Regions from separate parts of the Mustela erminea genome. Here region 1 is linked to region 2. A link is a contact called in public Hi-C data. All regions are on one chromosome and are shown on one strand. The core of a region is the stretch at or near the end of the contact, and the rest is flanking DNA. Distances in the headings are between cores, read along the strand shown.

Region 1 (2,700 bases), core at 31-2,530, 510 kb after region 2:
CCAGGGAATTCCTTTCAATCCCCCGGCCCCGCGCTACTCCCCTCGAGTGTCTGCGAGCTGCACAAACTCCAAAAACGCAGAAGCCCCGCTGGATCCTCCCCTTGGGGAAGCGGCGGCGTCCTCCGGGAGAGACCCCTCCGGGAGCGCCCCGGGGCCCATGTCCTTCAGGCGCCCGCGGGGCGCGGGGCGGGCGAGGCCGGGCTCCTCTCCGGCAGGCCCGCGACGCTCCCGGCCGTCGCGGTGCTCGCCGGCGCGGCTGGAAGCCGGGGCCGCGAGAGGGCTCGCCCTGCAGCCTTCCCCGGCGCACCAACTTGGGCGCCGGCCGCGCGAGGCCCGGGATCTCCGGTCCGGGGGGTCTCGGGTCCGGGGGCGGGGGGGAGGGGAGGGGGGCGAGCGTCCCGCCGGCGCGTCCCGCCCGCGCCCCGCGGCCCCGACCCGCCCGCCGCCGCCGCCGCGCCCCGCGAGCCCGGCCTCGGCGCCGCCTCCATGCGCCCCGCCCGGGCCTGTCCGTCCCCGAGCGCACGGGCCCCGCCGGCCGCGACCTTCCCGCCCTCCCAACACGCTGGCGGGCGTCGGGTCCCGGGAAGAGGGGCCGCCGCCCGGGCGCGGGCCGCGAGGGGCCGCCGAGGAGACTCACCTTCGTCCAGCAGCCGCTCGAGGTGGTTGAAGATCCCGCAGAAGTTGGGCAGGCTGCTCATGAGCTTCTTGTCGTTCATCAGCTGCATCAGGTAATCTGGGGTGGGCTTCGGCTTCTCCTTCGTTTCCATTTCCCCGACCATATTCCAGGCTCCGCAGCTCACTCCGCCCGCCGCCGCCGCCGCCGCCGCCGCCGCCGGAGAGGAGGGAGGGGCGGGGAGCCCCGGCCGCCGGCCGCTCGGGACTCGGCGTCCCGCTCCGCTCCGCTCCCGCGCCGGGCGCCGGGGCGGCCGGACCGCGCGCTCGCCGCGCTCTCCCCGCCCCCGCAGGCACTTTCCGCCCGCGGCCCGACGCGCTCCCGGCCCGCCGCCGCTCCTCGGCCGCCGGCTCGGCGCGTCCCTCACGAGGCCGGCGGGCGGGAGGCGGGTCTCCGCGGGCCGAGTGCGGGCGCGGGCCGCTCGGCGCCGGACGAGGAGGAGCCGGGCCGCCGCCGCTCGCTCGGCTGGTCGCGCCCGCTCAGCCGCCGCCGCCGCTTCTGCCGCGGGCTCGGGGTCTCTCTGGGCTGGTCCCCGCCGCGGCCGCCTCTGCCGCTGCCGCCGCGCTCTGACTCCGCTCCTCCTCTTCCTCCTCCTCCTCGCCGCCTCCTCCTCCTCCTCACTCACTTGGCGGCGGAGTTCGCCTCAGTTCAGGCGGCGCTGCCAGCGGCGGCGGCGGCGCGGGGGGAGGGGCGGCGGCGCGGGGAGGGCCGGGGGCGGGCGGCGGGCGGGGCCGCGCAGGGCGGCCGTTAGCGGGGCCCGGCCGGCGCGCTCCTCCTCCCGCCACCGCCCCCCGCAGCCCCCGGCCCGGGCGCCGCCGCCGCGGCCGCCGCGACGTCTCTCTCCGGCGGGGTGCGTGATGGAGGCGGCGCCCGGCGAGCCCGGCCTGGGCGCCGGGCTGGGGTCTCCGCCGAGGCGGGCGACAGTGGCGGGAGGGACGGGTGCGGGGCCGACGGGTGGGGGAGGGCGCCGGGTGGCGGTGCTTGCGACTGGGGCGGGGGCGAGGGCCGCGCCGCTTCGCGCTCCCCGCCGCCGGGCCGGCTCGTCTGGCGGGCGCGGTCGGGCTGTGGCGTTAGGTGAGAGGGATTGCATGCGGGCCGCGCCGGGGCTGCGCTCGCCACCGCACGGCCCCATCCTCTCCTGCGTTACTATAGTTTTTTTAAGAATCCTCTCGTCCGTTCTCCCCCCCCACCCCAAAGAAAAGAATTTTTTTTAACGTCCTGTTGCTTCACGGGGGACTTTCGGGGTGGGCATCACGTGGCCCGACACGTAGCCGTAAGGCCCGAGAGCGCGTGCGCGCGTCGAGTCAGGCGGCCACGCCCCTTCCGAGGGTCGCTCCGCCCCTGCCGGGGCCCCGCGAGCGAGGGGGGAGGGGCAGGGCCTGCCGCGCGCCTGCGTGGGGCGGGCCGGGGCCGGGGCCGGGGCGGGGGCTGGCGCGGGGGCGCGCCGTGGGGGGAGGGTTGGAACGGCAGGGCCGTCGGACCCCCAGATGGCTGAGTGGGGGCTAGAAGCTGCGGAATCTTCGTTCCCGGGTGTCGAGTTCTCCCCTGTAGGACGCGTTCCCGGGGGGCTCAGATTACCGCTCTGTCGTTGGTGGCACCGCACGAAGACATGCCCACCCACCCACCCACCCCCGCCGGCGTCCCCGCGGTCCTCCGGCTTCGAGAGCCACCGCTGCGGGAAGGAGCCCGACGCGCCGTGGGTTCCGCGTGGGCGCCCCTCGTCGCCCCGACGGCATCGCCACTATCTGTGCAGTACCTGGCCCAGTGGCGGGGCACGCCTCTAGAGACAGGGTCTGCCGTGATGCAGCGTCCGTTATTCTGAGACTAGGCTGCAGTTTGGAGCAGGCACCGAGCTGTAGGAAATACGGAGGGGGACGGGGACGTGAAGGGGGGATGATGGTGCACTCCGTGATGGCATCCGCGTGCAGTTTTGAAAGGCAGCCGTAATAAGATCATGTACCTAGTTCGAAAGGTGGAAGTCAACGTTCACATTTGCCCACTTGTAAAGAAATGATACAATGGGCAGG
Region 2 (2,700 bases), core at 56-2,555:
CTTGGAGCTATTTCACATAGAAGATCCGGCAAAATGACAATTTTCTCCTAAGATTTTGTGTTTTCAAGTACATAATCCCCTTACTCAGTTACATTTGCAAAAAGATACCCAATCTGCCTATGAGCCCAGAATATTTTTAAAGCAGGAAGTTCTAAGAGAAAACAATTGTAATAGTTATCAAGATAAAATACCTTTCTTTTCAAACGTACTTTGGTTTTCTAAGGAGGGTTTTGTCCCATAATACCTGTATGACCTCAGTTTTTTGTACACAGTATCAATATTTCATTTTCCTACAAATCTAAGATAAGAACAATTCTTCAGCTTTATTTTCAATCGCTGCACATTATTAACACAAAGCATGTCCATAGAAACTAAGGAAAAATAATCTTTATAAAATATGAACGAGCCTAGGTCTAAACAAAGATATTGATAAGGCTAGCACAAACATTAAACAAAGACACAGGCTTGACGTGAATTTATAAAGTCACAAATGCAAAGTGCACTGTCCCCAATATTTAAAAACAACAACAAAAAAAAAAAAAAAAGAAAGAAAGAAGAAAGAAAAGAAAAAAGAAATCATCAGAGGAGAGCAAAAAAGAAAAAGACACTCACACATACTGATAAGTAATAGTCTTCAGTTTTCTGTACTCTAGTAAAATTAAAATATAAGTAGCGTGAAATAGTCTTACAAACAAAACTCTTAGAAAAAATGAAAAAGGAATATCAATGGACTTCCTACACTGGTATTCTATGAAATGATTCAAAAAATATTAATAAATGTGTCACAGAATCAATACCCATGGTCAAACAAGTTTAGGGAAAGCAATCTGTGTTGTTTGAAATTCTCTTTTCATATTAAAGGCTCTGAGAAGTTCTGCAACAAGGAGTCATATTTAACCCACTATTTTCAAGACTTACTGGAAAATAGGACACCTTTTCTTCTTGCACACCTATCAACAACCTAAAGAATAATTTCTCAGGAAATACTAATTTGATAAGCAGTCAGTGATTTAAATAGATCAGGGTCTCTGCCTTTATTCCCAAACTTTCAAAAGGAAGTGAAGTGCTGTTGAAATCCTTTGAGATCATATTGACTTGTCCTGTCAGTCAAAAACAAGTCCTCCATTTCTCCACTGTGTTGATTATCTTCTAACTGGTCTCCCCGCCCTCAGGAGAGACCTTCCCCTTTGCATTGGAAATCGGATCCCCAGAACCTCCAGCAGGGGGCTCTGTTTGCTAGCCCTGACCGCCAGGCGCTTGACCCGTCAAGGTTAAGATGGCTCAACAAATAGCAAGCCAGGAATGTCATCTGGCCCATTAGGACACAGCATTACAAAAAAATGTAATCATGGTTCAAGAATGTTGCATGAGAGAAATCTGTGCTCAGAATTTTATTATTAGTTTTTATCATGTGTGCATTTTCAAATATAGCTAAGAGATCCCAAAGGGGGTGGGGGGAATAGAAACCAAGGAATATTTTTTATAAAATCGTTATCGAATTATAAAGCTTACTTTGGAAATTTTTAAAGGACTTAAAAGCTCCCCTACATAGTTGACAACTCAAGTATGCCAATTTCCCGTCAAAAATAGTGGAGGAAAACAAAACCTGTGAAAGTACAGTTGAAAGTAAGTGGAAATAAATGACTTCCATGGAGATGAGGAGCAGATACGTCTCTCAAAAACAGCCCCTTCAGCTAAGGAAAGCACATTGTGTTGGCAAAGTTGTACTTTGGGGAAGTTCAGAAGCGAATCTGGATTATCTTTTTCATAAACCCTTTCTCTCAGATCTCACTCAGCACACACCTACCCACAAAGGGACCAAAACAGAATAGAAAGAGTATTTTAAAAAACGTATAAATTGGGTTGTAAACAGATACAAGTATTTGGTTCCGGGTGAAAGCAGTGCCACTTGAACCAGAAAAGCTGGAAAGAGGAGAAATAGAGTAGCCAGACAAGATCAAGGACCAAAAACAGACTTCACGGCCGCACACGGCACTTGCTCTTGCTTTATTCACGGCAGACGGAGGCTCTTCGGAGGGGCCCATATTCCCACTGGGAAAGATATATGCAGCATGACAGGTGCAAGAGGCTAATTATGGGGCATCTATAAGGGGGGAGGGACTTAGTCGTTCCCAAGCCTTAGGAGGGTTTATATGTCATATGCACACGCGCACACACACACACAGGATCTCACCAACAAAACAGCCAGACTTTTGCCATTCTCTCATTAAAATGCCAGAACTATCTTTATAAATAAACCGTAAAGAATTCATAAGGTCGGCCCTCTAATTTCCCCACAATCATGTGTAGATGGGTCCAAGAATGTGATTACTCTCATCCTACGTTTTGATCTCGTAATCAAAAATCACTGTTCCGTTGGGACACCTGCGTGGCTTGGTCAGTTAAGTGGCTGCCTTCAGCTCAGGTCCTGATTTCAAGATCCTGGGATCAAGCCCTGGGGGTCGACCTCTGTGCTCAGAGGGGAGTCTGCTTGAAATTCTCTCCCTCTGCCTCTCCTCCCCTTTGTGTGTTCTCTCTCTCACTCTCTCTCTTTCAAATAAATAATTTTTTTAAAAAATTAGTGTTATGTACAGATGGGATTCCCACATACTCTCTGCTATCATGTCCTTTTTATTTTTCCCCAGACCAGTGACTCTGGAATGTGTGGAAGGCGCACCCTGGGAACTGTGTGCAGGAGGG

Evidence for each region. A called contact is a pair of places that touch in the nucleus more often than the background predicts.
Region 1: a contact with region 2 is called in a Hi-C map of fibroblasts, with 6 times the contacts expected there. The contact joins the promoter of QKI here to the enhancer-like site in region 2. A contact is called at or near these places in 2 of 3 Hi-C or Micro-C datasets (fibroblasts and skeletal muscle).

The regions. Positions count from the first base shown.
Region 1 is chr4:5,189,427-5,192,126 of mMusErm1.Pri, forward strand. It overlaps QKI (protein quaking), which reads right to left and starts at 1,281. Exons shown (of 8, transcript XM_032337970.1): 1 at 638-1,281. The coding sequence starts at 779.
Region 2 is chr4:4,674,821-4,677,520 of mMusErm1.Pri, forward strand. No RefSeq gene overlaps it. Among named protein-coding and RNA genes, the nearest start is that of QKI, 510 kb to the right of the region's middle. Within about 2 kb of position 1,306, the one cell type or tissue checked has open chromatin away from gene starts, as enhancers often do. A contact at or near this core is called in fibroblasts, where this site is marked.